Linked DNA regions of Xenopus laevis: region 2 is linked to region 1. Evidence: chromatin contacts called from public Hi-C data. All regions are on one chromosome and are shown on one strand. The core of a region is the stretch at or near the end of the contact, and the rest is flanking DNA. Distances in the headings are between cores, read along the strand shown. Region 1 overlaps zbtb46.S (zinc finger and BTB domain containing 46 S homeolog). Region 2 holds the start of stmn3.S (stathmin 3 S homeolog).

Region 1 (6,816 bases), core at 2,460-4,959:
ATGATCTGGTGCAAGGTGCAGCACCAGCAAGTCATCCCTGATCTATGCCCTATGTTCGCCACCATTCCTTTCCTTGCAAGTAATTGGTGTGGGGGGTGGGATGCATGGTTCCACCCCCTGCCCATCATGAATGCAAGTACCACAGTATTCATGGGGCAGCCACAGGTCTCTGTGTTCCGAAAAAAGTTGCATGCACACAGCATTCCACTTGTTAAATGACCACAATTATCTGAGCTTCATAGTAACTCAGGTTGAAAGACACGTCCATTGAGTTCAACCCTTTATGTTTTAGTGAAACCTGCTTAACTGTAAAAAAGTAACCGTCACCCTGCCTTAGTTCTTCTCTCTTCAGGCTGGGCCCCCTTAGCTCATAACAAAGTTACAGATATATAGAAACATTGGGGTAACAGTCACCCTGCTATACTTCCAGGGGTACCCAAGACACAAATAAGCACTCGCCCCAAATCTCCCCCTAACTGGCCTTCAGACTGGGCCCCCTTGGCTCATAAAAAGGTTACAGATATATAGAAACATTGGGGTAACAGTCACCCTGCTATAGTTCCAGGGGTACCTAGGGCCCATATAAGCACTCGCCCCAAATATCCCCCTAACTGGCCTTCAGACTGGGCCCCCTTAGCTCATAACAAGGTTACAGATATATAGAAACATTGGGGTAACAGTCACCCTGCTATAGTTCCAGGGGTACCCAGGGTACAAATAAGCACTCACCCCAAATCTCCCTCTAACTGGCCTTCAGACTGGGCCCCCTTAGCTCATAAAAAGGTTACACATATATAGAAACATTGGGGCAACAGTCACCCTGCTATAGTTCCAGGGGTACCCAGGGCACAAATAAACACTCACCCCAAATCTCCCTCTAACTGGCCTTCAGACTGGGCCCCCTTAGCTCATAAAAAGGTTACACATATATAGAAACATTGGGGCAACAGTCACCCTGTACAAAGGGTACAAATAAGTACTCACCCGAAATGTCACTGGAATTTTATTGTAAGCGATAAAACAGAAGGGAAACTATTGGTTTCCGTGTGGTGGGTTTCAGGTCAGACTCCACTTGACTGATCATACAGTGCAAGTTCCGTACTGCATGAAAGTAAAAATGGGAATCAGAATTTTCTTTTTCAATTTTCATAAAACATAATTTTATGAACCATCAGAAAGATGTTGCCCCTCCATCAGGCGCCTGGGGAGTTGAATTAGTAAACCCCATCTAAAGTTTGCCTCAGGAACCCGTTATTCAGAATGCTTGGGACTTGGGGTTTTATGGATAATGGATTTTTCTGTAATTCGGATATTCATACCCTAAGTCTACTAGAAAACCATTTAATACATACAGACACACACCAGTGTAAACAATCCCAACTTTGCCAGCTTTTCCACATAACTAAGCCCTTCTATTCCCTTTACTGGCTCTTCTTTGCACTCTATAATTTTTTGCCCATTACTCTGGTGCTGTGTTTGCCAAACTGCTCAGCATGTGGGTGAGCCGGGGTGCTGGTTCCTGTACTAAGGAACAAAGAAGACAAAGTTAATGACACTATATCAGCATTTTGGGGATTATTGAGCATGATGATCTAATGTAACCCACTCAGAGCTGAACTCCAGCCCAGCAGTGAAACCTTAGAGGTGTTTCTCCAATTGCTGCCACCCATTCATATAATTTGTATGAACAAGCACTGGCACTCAAGTTGTTAAAAGTTTCCAATGCCAAACACCCTGGTAGAAAAATCCAGTCCATATAATATATTCATTGCACGGCGTTGCCATTTTATTGTCTGAGAAATGTGTAATAAAAAGAAAACAGGGTACAATAAATAATGTGTGTGTATAGGAAAGCGCAGGGTCGGCCCCTTGGGGGTGGAGCAGGGAAATCTTCCTATAATATTAGCGCTACCAATCCCCTTTTAGCTGTAAATCTGCACCCAATATCCAGTTCTTGCATATTTCACGAAATTATATATATATATATATTTATATATAAATATTCAATCAATTTATGGGAAAGAGTAAAAAAAAAAGCAAAAGGGGTGGATGGTGACTAAGAGAGGGTCTCCCCAGCATTAGCAAACAGGTTAGGGTGGTAAAGTTCATGAACTGATTAACCCTCTGAGTGACAGAGCAGAGAACTCCATGATATTCTTTGTTTATGTCAAGTGGAAAATAAATGTGCAGCCACCGGATGGCGCTAAAGCACAAGCCAAAGTGCAGCTGTAGTTCAACAACATGTGAGGGCTGCAGGTGACCCTCCCCCTGCCGGAATCAATGGCTGGAGTGGATCATTATCTTCCTGATGGCATGGAGTCAGTTGACGTGGGCAGAGGAGTTACCAGTCCATAGGCCAGGCTGCTCACCCTCAGGAAATGCAGTTGAGGAACAGATCTTCCCACAGAGCCAGGATAAGGGGGGGGGGGTAAGGATTAGGGAGGGGCGGCATGTGCAAACGGGAACTGGTTAAAAATAGACTCAGAATGAGAGATCAGAGAAGCCAGAGCCCACCCAACCAGCCCTCTGTGCCACCACGGATCCTAATCTCAGACCTCAGTTCAACCCAGTGTCTCTCAAGCAAATAGGCAGTGGCAGCTTTAAGTAGTCGGCAGCTGCTTCGGCTGAAGAGCTGGCAATGCAATTAGTGGCTAATTATGGGGGAAGGGCAGGGAAGCCTTAATAATTACTGACATATAATGCTATGGTAGGGTTGCCACGGCCCACCTGGCCGGTATTTTACGGGTGCCATTTGATGGGCGAGTCCCTGCAAGTCTGGTACCCACACATGGAATGTTTTCTGCATGTCCTGCTACAGAGTAACCCACAAGGTTTTGGTGCCCAGATGGAGAGAGAGAGAGAGGTGGTGGGTGGGGGTGCCGTGGGGCGATGGCTCCTCACACTGATTGTGTTCAGCAATTAGAAAACATTAGAAACCTCCTAAAAAGATTTGCTTAAAAAAACAGCAGCTGGCAGGGCAGATGGGGGAGAGGCAGGGGTGTTAGGGGTATTGAGGGAGGTGTGAGTCACATGGGAAAGAATATTCGAAGTGGGGGGGGGGAGTTGCCTCCTAAGCAGTTTGTGAAAAAGTGTGACTTTGGAAACTGGGGCCCCTGGATGGCTGTCAAGGATTTAGGAAGTGTGGCCCCTGAACTGTACAGGTCCCTCTGGCAGCAATCACAGGAAGGAATTGTCAGTGAAGTGAAACCAGTACTGGCCCTGTGGCTGCCAGAAATAAGCAATGGCAAGCGGATCAAACAACCTGCCAAGTCTCCTGCCACCAGTGGGGGAGGGGGGGGACCAGATCATTAGCTTCCTCTGCCAGAAAGGTCTCTTAGGGTCCTTGTTTAACCCTTTCTTCACTAGGCTATCCAGGTAAACTCTTTCATCTGCCCCCCACTCACATCCGGGGTGCAATCCTCAATGTCATCATCTTCGAGTATGACATCATCCTGTGAATTCTCTGCCTCATCTTTCCATTTGATGTCATCCTCTTCCTCCCCGCCCATCTCCTCGTCCACCTTCAGCTCGTCCACATCATCCAGGTAGTGGGCTTCTCCTGCGTACATGCCATCAGGGGAGTGTCCTCCTCCGCCATGAGCCACGCCGCGTCCTACACAATCCACACAAACGCCGTGCCTCCGGGAGCCATGTTTGATGCCAACACTGGCGGCGGACATGAACACGCGGTTACACACCTTGCACACGTACTTCTTGTCCTTACTGTGCACCTGGAGGGGGAAGGTAACAAAAGAATAATTATGGGGGCATCTGGGAACCAGCATTCTCTTCTGTGCCCAGGCACACACAGTCTAATTATCACCCCTTTAGGGGCATATCTGTATAGGAAGCAGAGCTTTTGAGTGCTTCAAAGTTAATGAAATGTGTCTTATTCTCAAATTTTAAAGGAATTGTGTAGTATTAAAATAAAAACTGGCTAAATAGAAAGGCTGTGCAAAATAAAACATGTTTTCAATATAGTTAGTTAGCCAAAAATGTAATGTATAAAGGCTGGAGTGACAGGATGTCTAATATAATAGCCAGAACACTACTTCCTGCTTTGCAGCTCTCTTGGTTTCCACTGATTGGTTACCAGGCAGTAACCAATCAGTGACTTGATGGGGCCACATGAATCATAACTGTTTGCTCTTGAATCTGAGCTGCATGCTGAGGATCAATTGCAAACTGAATAATTATGTCTCGTGTGCCCAGGGCCGCCTTCAAAAATCACAGGGCCCTGTACGGCAAAATTTTCTGGGCCCCCTGTAAAAAGGCCACACAGACATCAGAAACATTAACATTAAACACCCCTAAGTTATAAAAAGCCATTGGTGATCAGGGTACCCCCCTGCAAGTAAAAAAAAAAATACTGATGGCCTGCCCTCTCCCCAAGTTATAAAAAGCCATTCAAGTAAAAAAAAACAAAAAAACATTGGTGGCCAGGCCCCCCTTAAGGGGGTCCCAGTCATGCTTCACTTACTTGATAAGCCAGGGCCCCCTGCTGTCAGTGTGCTGCAAGCTTCAGAAGAGAGAACTGGAGAACCCATACTGCCCGATTTTTCTCCTATTAAGTTCTCTGTAATCATTGGTCACAAAAGTTTAAGTCCTGGTAAAGCTGCATTGGGATTTGATAGGCTGGATGAGACGTTCCTACATCACCTATCCAATCCCTGTACAGCTTTACAGGGACCTATCCTTAAGGACCAATGAGGGTACAAAGAACTCAGATCTGAATAGGAGAAAAATCATTTGTGCACTGGAGCTCCTGTCCTCTTTTCTGAAGCTTGCAGCACACTGACAGCAGGGGGGCCCGGCTAATCAAGTAAGTGAACCATGGCCGGGAACCCGTAAGACACAAAAACCATCGGGGCCCTGGACAACTGTCCCCCCCTGATGGCGGCCCTGCATGTGCCCCCCTTAAAGTCACTGACTAACTCAGAGTTATAGAGCTGAAAAGCAGGAAGTAGTGTTCTGTTCTGTTAGACATCCAGTCACTCCAGCCTTTATACATTACATTTTTGGCTAACTAACTGTATTGGAAACATTTTTTATTTTGCACAGCCTATCTATTTACCCAGTTTTTATTTTTACACTGAACTGTTCCTTTAAAAGAAAACTATACCCCCCAAAAATGAATATTTAAGCAACAGATATTTTTAAGTAAATATTGCCCTTTTTTACATCTCTTGCCTCGTGTGCTGCCTCAGAGATCACCTGACCAGAAATACTGCAGCTCTAACTGTAACAGGAAGAAGTGTGGAAGCAAAAGACAGAACTCTGTCTCTTAATTGGCTCATGTGACCTAACAAGTATAGTTTGTTGGTATGTTTGTGTGCACCGTGAATCATACGATGCCAGAGGGCGGCCCTTATTTTTTTAAAATGGCAATTTTCAATTTATGATTACCCAATGGCACATACTACTAATAGTTTTAAAAAATTATTATGAAAATGGTTTATTTACATGAAGCAGGGTTTTACACATGAGCTGTTTTATGCAATATCTGTTTATAGAGACCTACATTGTTTGAGGGGTATAGTTTTACTTTTAAGGGTGGACCCTCTGGCTTTTAGTAACAAAACTGCACCCCACAGTCTCACTGGATCTTTGCTAGAGCCCCACAACCTGGCACCTTGCTAAAGCTGCACAGTGTGCAGGTCTTGAGATGTCAGACTTGCAGTCCTCCATCTGTAGCTGAACTACAACTCGCAGCAGGTGGGAGATGTATACATAAAATGTGATGGGGAGGCAAAGCAAAAGGTTAGTCCTTCCTGTATTCCCCTTTGTTAGACTCACCAACTGACATGCGCATGCACTGGTCTCCTGAGCTATATATAACTGCGCCCCTCAACCCGTACCCTCCCAGGTCTAGTCGTAGCAGATAATGCAGAGGAGAGATAAGGAGCGCCAGACGCAGGGACAGATGGCACGCAATTACATGACAGCAGAGGACACTCTAGGAAGGGGCCGGCTCAGCTGCCATGGTAACCAGAATACAGGGCTCTTTAAATCACCAGGTTCTGCCCCCAACATATATTCTAGATACAAGGAGGGGATAATATACTGGGTCTGGGAATATAAGGGTACATGAACAGAGCTCTCCTGCAACCACAGAACAATCCTATGCTAACCCAGCAGCTAAAGAGCTTTTCTGCCCTCACCCCGCTACCACAAAGCTTTTCTGCCCTCACCCTCAGCCAGCACCCACAGATCCTCCCTGCCCTCCCCTAGCACCCATAGATCCTTCCTGCCTTCACCCACCAACCAGACATCCTTCATGCACTTACCCTCCACCCACAGCCCTCACTAAGCAGAGCTGAAGAGCACAAAGTATGAAGGGAGGGGTGTCCCCCTGATCTCACACAGGATGCATTCACCCACCTAGTTCCATCTCAGACTTACTCAAGCCTTCTGATTCTAGGTCAGTGGTCAGGACTAATGGTCCAAGCTCCCTTTGCAGTGACCACAGTGTAATACTGAGCGTGTAACAGAATCACAAAAACACTTCTGTCCATATGTATATATGAGTGGGAGCTGCCATGTTATTTTGCTGACTGTACAGCATGCATGACTGCATGAGAGATACCAAGTCTAGATCCCTGGGTTGTAGTTTGGTGTCAGTGTATTCAGCTTTGGGTTCCTTAGAAGCATGCCCTAAATGGTACCAAGGGTTCCTCCGCTTACCAGCGTGTGCCTCTTCATGTGCTCCCTCCGGGTAAACTTCTTGCCGCAGATCTCACAGGGGTACGGCCTCTCCCCTGTGTGCGAGCGCATGTGTCTCTTGAGGATGCACTGGTGCATGGCAGAGAAGCTGCA
Region 2 (6,816 bases), core at 3,070-5,569, 95 kb before region 1:
CGACACGCGCCTGTGTGAGTACAGCCCCATTGGAAAAAATGTAATGCGTCTATTCCTGCGCTCCCCTACGGCTGAATGCAGAAAAACAGAACGCAGGGGAGCGCAGCTACAACCGCTCATGAGTAAGAGCCATAACACACATCAAGTCATACTGACCTTCCTCCTCTCTTCTGCAGCTTCCAGTCTCTTCTGAAGTTCCATTAGGGAAATGTCCTTCTTTGTTGGTGAGGTGGTGAGAGGAGGACTCTCTGGTGATAAGTCTGTGGGTGGCTTCAGGATAACTTCAAAACTCTGTCCTGATGCCCTTTTATTCAACTGCTTCACCTCCATGTCTGTGTAGGAACAAGTAAAATTAGATTGTAGAAACCACTGCTTGGGACACAGTACATGAGGACATGGGATGAGCAAGTAGGGAATAAAGTAACAAACTCTATCAAGGGAGTGGGCTCTGTCTTATGAGAATGATTAATTTAGTTATGAAAACAGAATGACCACTTACTGACCTTCATATTGATAGATAGTCTTGGGATGAGGTTGGGAGTAGAGGCAAGAGCAGATCATTGATATCATAGAAAGTTCCTTCATCTTCTCCTTGTAGGCTGCAAGAGGAGAACTCAACTTACTGATCAAAGTCTCCCACAGGAACAATATATATGGGGCTATTGGTGAATGGCAAACTAGAATACTTTTGTGCCAGGTTCAGAGTTCTATACAGTATGTCTCATTGGCTGCCTTCCCTTAGTTGACAAGCACAAAGCCAAGTTGCCACTCATTCTAGTTTATTGAAACCTCATTAGTTGCCTCCCACCCCAGCTGACTCAATGAACTAAATACACTGCCACTCTCAGAAATTCATTGGGCACACATTGGGTACATTGGCAGACATAAAATTGAGAGTCTTGCAATATTTACAGATTATTTCAATCCACCTTTGCTGCTATGGGAGAAGAGGAGACGGACCATAGTACAGCCGAACCAAATTGGCTGAGAAGGGGGACATGGAGAAATAAGCATATGGTTGCAGCCAATAATTGTACCTAGCCAACCCTGTAGTATCAAAGTAATACTGGTTGTACTCAGGTCCGCCATCAGGGGGGACAAGTGTCCCGGGCCCGGGCATGAAGGGGGCCCGGCAGTGCTGCAGTTTTGAAAAGAGCCGGGCCCCCCTTGAGAGCGCCGAAGCTGTGTGTGCGGCCATGACGAACAGCCGAAATGTGGAAGTGCCGAAGGACCCGAAGCCACGAAAACAGCCGAACTCCCGAAGCGGCGAAAAGACCCGAAATCACGAAAACAGCCAAAATTGAAGTCCTGAAGCTGCGAAAAGACCCAAAGTCACGAAAGGAGGCGAAGTTGAAGTGCTGAAGCCACCAGTTCAATTCTACTGAACACCAATATGTTTTTGTTTTTTTTTATCCCCTGGCCACCAATATATTATTTTAATATTCTATAGGTCCCTGCCACCAATGTTTTTTTGTTTTTTTTTTAACTTGTAAGGGGGGCCCTTGCACCAATGTTTTTTTAAAAACTATTTTTTGGGGCTCCAATTTTTTTTAACTTGTAAGGGGGGCCCTACCACCAATGGTTTTTTTTTAAAAAAAAAAAAATTCTAGCCCCAATTTTTTTTTAACTTGTAAGGAGGGCCCTGGCACCAATGTTTTTTTCAAAAAAAATTTGGGGGGCCCCAATTTTTTTTTAACTTGTAATGTTTTTTTTTTTTAACTTATAAGGGAGCCCTGACCATCAATAGCTTTTTATAATTTGTGTGTGTTGGGGGGTTACTTTTTTAGCGCTGATGTCTGTGTGGTCTTTGAGCGGGATGGAGTGGGGCTTGGGTGGAGTGGGCAGGATCTGGGCTGCGGCTTGGGCGCTAGTGTGGGCTTGGCCCCCGAAAATTTTGTTGTACGGGCCCGGTGATTTCTAATGGCAGCCCTGGTTGAACTGTTGCCAGTAAGGGAGTATAATTGGTCTTAATAGCAATAATGGCAAGATGCAAAGTGCTACTTGTCCAGTTTATTGGAAATGTAACTTGTGCCAAGTGACAGCACCAACAACTGGGCCCCAGATTCTACAAGGAGATGAGGGCAGTGTTGTAGAATGTGTTGTAAATGGGAAGTGGTGTGGCAGGAGGGTAAGTGAGTAGGGAGATGGAGGTGGGTTTGGCTGCTAAAAGAAGCTGAAAGTATGAAGTGTACTGATGTATGCCGTCTGGCCCTGTCCACACTGAGCACCGACTTGATAACAATTAAATCATTCAAATGTCATTGGATCTGAGCTGCTGGCATGGGGAAGTTTATTGATAGGTGGGGGCTATACATGTTAGGGTGAGTGATGCAGTAGATCAGGGTCCCATATGGACAGATTGCAGAGGGCTGTGCAGTTAGTGGTGGGCACCATCTGGTGAGATCCCAACATGTAACAGATCATCCTCCCCTATGGCCACCCCCCGAAGTTGCCGCTCCTAAGTCCAGCCCCCTGGGTGCTGATATATGGCCCTGTAAATGACACAAGTGGGGAGAGATCTGTGTGATCTCTTTTTGCCTCCCATATTCTGATCCCCAATATTATATTGGAAATAACTGTACCAATCTTGTAATGTACAATAATGTCCTGTGCTCCTACAAATACCACTGAAAGCCTTTACATCTGAGCTTGATATGGCACCCTAGCCCACCTTATCTGGAAACCTCACCTTATGTTACCCTCTGTTTAACCTAACATCTGCCAAAGCCCAGAGTTAAATCCCACCATACCCCCTGTAGCTGAACGCTAGAGCTATTGTTAAAAATAAATGGTTGGATAGGCCAGTTTACAGTATCAACAGAGGTGAACAACGTGGATTCCAGGACTTTTCATCAACACTGTGGTATTGGGGGTAGATTAAAGGGCAATATCATCCAATATCATCCAAGATGATCCAATATCATCCAACGTGATGCTGCATTGAGAATATGAATTTCATTTATTTAATATGAATTTCCCATTTTAAGCATCCTGTGATCTTTGCCTTGGGCACTAGGTTCTGGTGAGAGAACTGGGGGCATGCACTGAGAGGGGAGGGTATATATAATTTATGTACACTGAGAAGGAGGGTATATATTATGTACACAATGAGGAAATATACATATTATGTGCAGTACTGGAGGGAATATACTGGGAGGGATAGGTGTAAATCTTGTACAGCACAGGAGTGAATATACACTAAGATGGGAGGTTATATTAGATAAAGTATTGGATGCAATGTACATTAAGAGGGTGTAAATTCCAGTGTATATAATAAGCAGGTTGAGGTTAGTGTATTAGGATGGCTACTGGTCCAACCAGTTGTATACTTGCAATGGGTGCAGCATTGCCTTAGAGCAGGGGTCCCCAACCTTTTTCACCCGTGAGCAACATTCAGATGTAAAAAGTGTTGGGGAGCAACACAAGCATGAAAAATGTTCCTGGGTGCTGCCAAATAAGGGCTGTGATTGGCTATTGGTAGCCCCTATGTGGACTGGCAGCCTACATGAGGTTCTGGTTGGCTGTACATCTGGTTTTCATGCAACCAAAACTTGCTTCCAAGCCAGGAATTAAAAAATAAGCACCTGCTTTGAGGCCACTGGGAGCAACATCCAAGGGGTTGGGGAGCAACATGTTGCTCGCGAGCTACTGGTTGGGGATCACTGCCTTAGAGAATATACACTGAGATGGTATATATGCAGCACTAGAGGTAATATACACTAGGTAAGGGCAGATATCATATACTGGTGGGAATATGCATTAGAATGAGAGGGTATACACCATCCACATTACTGGAGTAATATACACGGGGAGAGGTATACAGTATATCATGTAATAGGGTGAATATACACGATGATGAGAGGTTAGATGATACCAAATACTGGGGGTATATACTCGAGTATATATGGTAGCCTATTGGGAGCTGTACATTTGGGCAAAAGGGTTATTATCACACACACGAGTGGGTATAGATCATGTATAGAACTAGCGGGGGAATACAGATTTGATGGAATATCTTCGATCGGAATGGGTAGTATAAACAACGGGATATAATTCACTGGGTGTGGGTGGAATATATTCCATGTCTATAATGCAGACTTAACACCCAACCCCCTTGCTGCGTGATCGTGAAATCCCCTCTGGCTGAACAAATCGTTGCGCCCAGCAGCAAATATAAAGAACTGCGCTGGCCCTGGGCTGAGAGAGGAGTACCTGAGAGGGTGCTGGCCATGGTGCTGGAGGGAGCCGGAGCGGTGGGTGTGTAAGGGCTGATGGAGCTGCTGCTGATGCTCTTGTTGGTGCCGTTGCTGCAGTGCCGCAGAGATAGGAGCGGGTGCCTGACTCAGCAGCAAATCGGGGTGGGGAGAGGGAGCTTGTGGGTATATTTATAGGCAATGGCTGCTGGGGGCTGGGCTTGTTTTTACAGTAGGCAGGGCATGTGGCCAGTACCATTCCCAAATCATTTCCCTTTTGTAACTGTGCCATTCTGTGTCCAACCCCAGCCAATTTTGAGTATTTGGGTCGCGAGCTCCCACAATATCGCTGCGTTTCCTCTGGCACCCTGTATCTCCCCTATTGTAATAATGTAACACCTGTATCTCCCCTATTGTAATAATGTAACACCCCGTATCTCCCCTATTGTAATAATGGGACACCCTGTATCTCCCCTATTGTAATAATGTGACACCCTGTATCTCCCCTACTGTAATAATGTGACACCCTGTATCTCCCCTATTGTAATAATGGGACACCCTGTATCTCCCATTCCTATACACCATACACGGTATATCTCCCTTCACTCTGAATACACAGGGCACCCTGCTGTATCTCTCCTGTTGTTATAAGGTGATACCCTGCATTTTCTATTCCCTATCTCCTGTACCCTGTATCTCTTCTACTGTAATAACATGTGGGCTAAGACCTCCCAGTCCTTATATCTCCCCATACCCCATATCATCCTCCTAACTAGGAATATTCAGGGCACCCTGTATCCAATCCCTTCTCTCCCCATAACCTGTACCCCCCCCCTTACTGTGAATACACAGGAAACCCTATTTCTCCCATTCCCTAAATCTCCCTACAATCTGAATTTCCTTTTTCTCTCTTGAATACACAGGGCACCCTGTATCTCCTATACTATATATCTCTCCATACACTGTATATTCCATACTGCAATAACATTGGGTACCCTGTATTTTCTATACCCTATATCTGTCCGTACCCTGCATTTCCCACTTATTGTAAATATACAAGGCATCATTTATCTCACCTATTGCGACTAGGGATGTCGCGGACTGTTCGCCCGCGAACTAATTCGCGCGAACATCGGCTGTTCGCGTCTGCCGAATGTTCGCGAACGTCGCGCGACGTTCGCCAATTTGGGTTCGCCTTAGCTGGCGCTTATTTTTGACCTCTCACCCCAGACCAGCAGATACATGGCAGCCAATCAGGAAGCTCTCCCTCCTGGACCACCCCCACACCCCCTGGACCACTCCCCTTCCATATATAAACTGAAGCCCTGCAGCGTTTTTTCATTCTGCCTGTGTGTGCTTGGAAGAGCTAGTGTAGGGAGAGAGCTGTTTAGTGATTTGAGGGACAGTTGATAGTAACTTTGCTGGCTAGTAATCTACTTGATACTGCTCTGTATTGTAGGGACAGAACTCTGCAGGGATTTGAGGGACATTTTAGGTTAGGTAGCTTTGCTGGCTAGTAATCTACCTTCTACTGCAGTGCTCTGTATGTAGCTGCTGTGGGCAGCTGTCCTGCTGCTGATCTGCTGACTGCTGCCTGTAACCCAATAGTCCTTGTAAGGACTGCTTTTATTTTCTTTTTTGTTTTTTTTACTTTGCTACTGTAAGAGCCCAGTGCTATTAGTCTAGCTATGTTGGGGAGAGGGACTGGTGTGCTGCTCCTAGTAGTTCAGCACCAACCAGAGTAATTTTTTTTTTTAATATATATATATATTTTTTTATTTTACTTATCTTACTGTTCTTTAACGTGTCCAGTGCTGTTTGCTGTTCTTCATAGTAGTGCACCAATAGTAGTGCACTTGCAGGCATTGTTTGCCCAGTGTGTTCTTCAAACAACTGCCACCTAGCTGTGTGAGCTTTTTCACATTCTGTCTAAATATCAATAATAATACCGTCTCCAGAAACACCACCTGAGTGACGTTTTTCAAGCAGCAATAATATATTCCGTATCCACTGCTGTAGTGTATATGTTGTTGACCTTGCAGGCATTGTTTGCCCAGTGTGTTCTTCAAACAACTGCCACCTAGCTGTGTGAGCTTTTTCACATTCTGTCTAAATAACAATAATAATTCCGTGTCCGTAAACATCACCTGAGTGATGTTTTTACAGCAGCAATAATATATTCCGTATCCACTACTGTATACGTTGCCCTTGCAGGCATTGTTTGCCCAGTCTTTAACCAAGTGCCACCTAGCTGTGTGAGCTTTTTCACATTCCGTGTCCAGAAACATCACCTGAGTGACGTAGTGTGATTTCTGCCCTTTACAGCACAAAACGCAGCGCTGTGTCAACAATGTATTTTTCAGATACATTTTTGCCCTTGACCCCCCTCTGGCATGCCACTGTCCAGGTCGTTGCACCCTTTAAACAACTTTAAAATCATTTTTCTGGCCAGAAATGTCTTTTCTAGCTTTTAAAATTCGCCTTCCCATTGAAGTCTATGGGGTTTGCGACGTTCGCGAACCGTTCGCATTTTTGACGCAAGTTCGCGAATATGTTCGCGAACATTTTTTCCGCCGTTCGCTACATCCCTAATTGCGACAACGAGATAGTACTCTGTATCTTC

What was found. A called contact is a pair of places that touch in the nucleus more often than the background predicts.
Region 2: a contact with region 1 is called in a Hi-C map of the XL177 cell line, with 2.4 times the contacts expected there. The contact joins the promoter of stmn3.S here to the enhancer-like site in region 1. A contact is called at or near these places in 2 of 4 Hi-C or Micro-C datasets (the XL177 cell line and the XTC cell line).

Annotation. Positions count from the first base shown.
Region 1 is chr9_10S:17,428,209-17,435,024 of Xenopus_laevis_v10.1, reverse strand. zbtb46.S (zinc finger and BTB domain containing 46 S homeolog) reads right to left here. Exons shown (of 6, transcript NM_001093696.1): 5 at 6,685-6,816; 6 at 1,765-3,731. The coding sequence ends at 3,363. Among protein-coding and RNA genes, the nearest start is that of LOC108702670, 14 kb to the left of the region's middle. Within about 2 kb of position 3,709, at least 2 of the 7 cell types and tissues checked have an H3K27ac peak or open chromatin away from gene starts, as enhancers often do.
Region 2 is chr9_10S:17,524,106-17,530,921 of Xenopus_laevis_v10.1, reverse strand. stmn3.S (stathmin 3 S homeolog) reads right to left here and starts at 4,319. Exons shown (of 5, transcript NM_001086743.1): 1 at 4,213-4,319; 2 at 504-599; 3 at 157-332. The coding sequence starts at 4,231.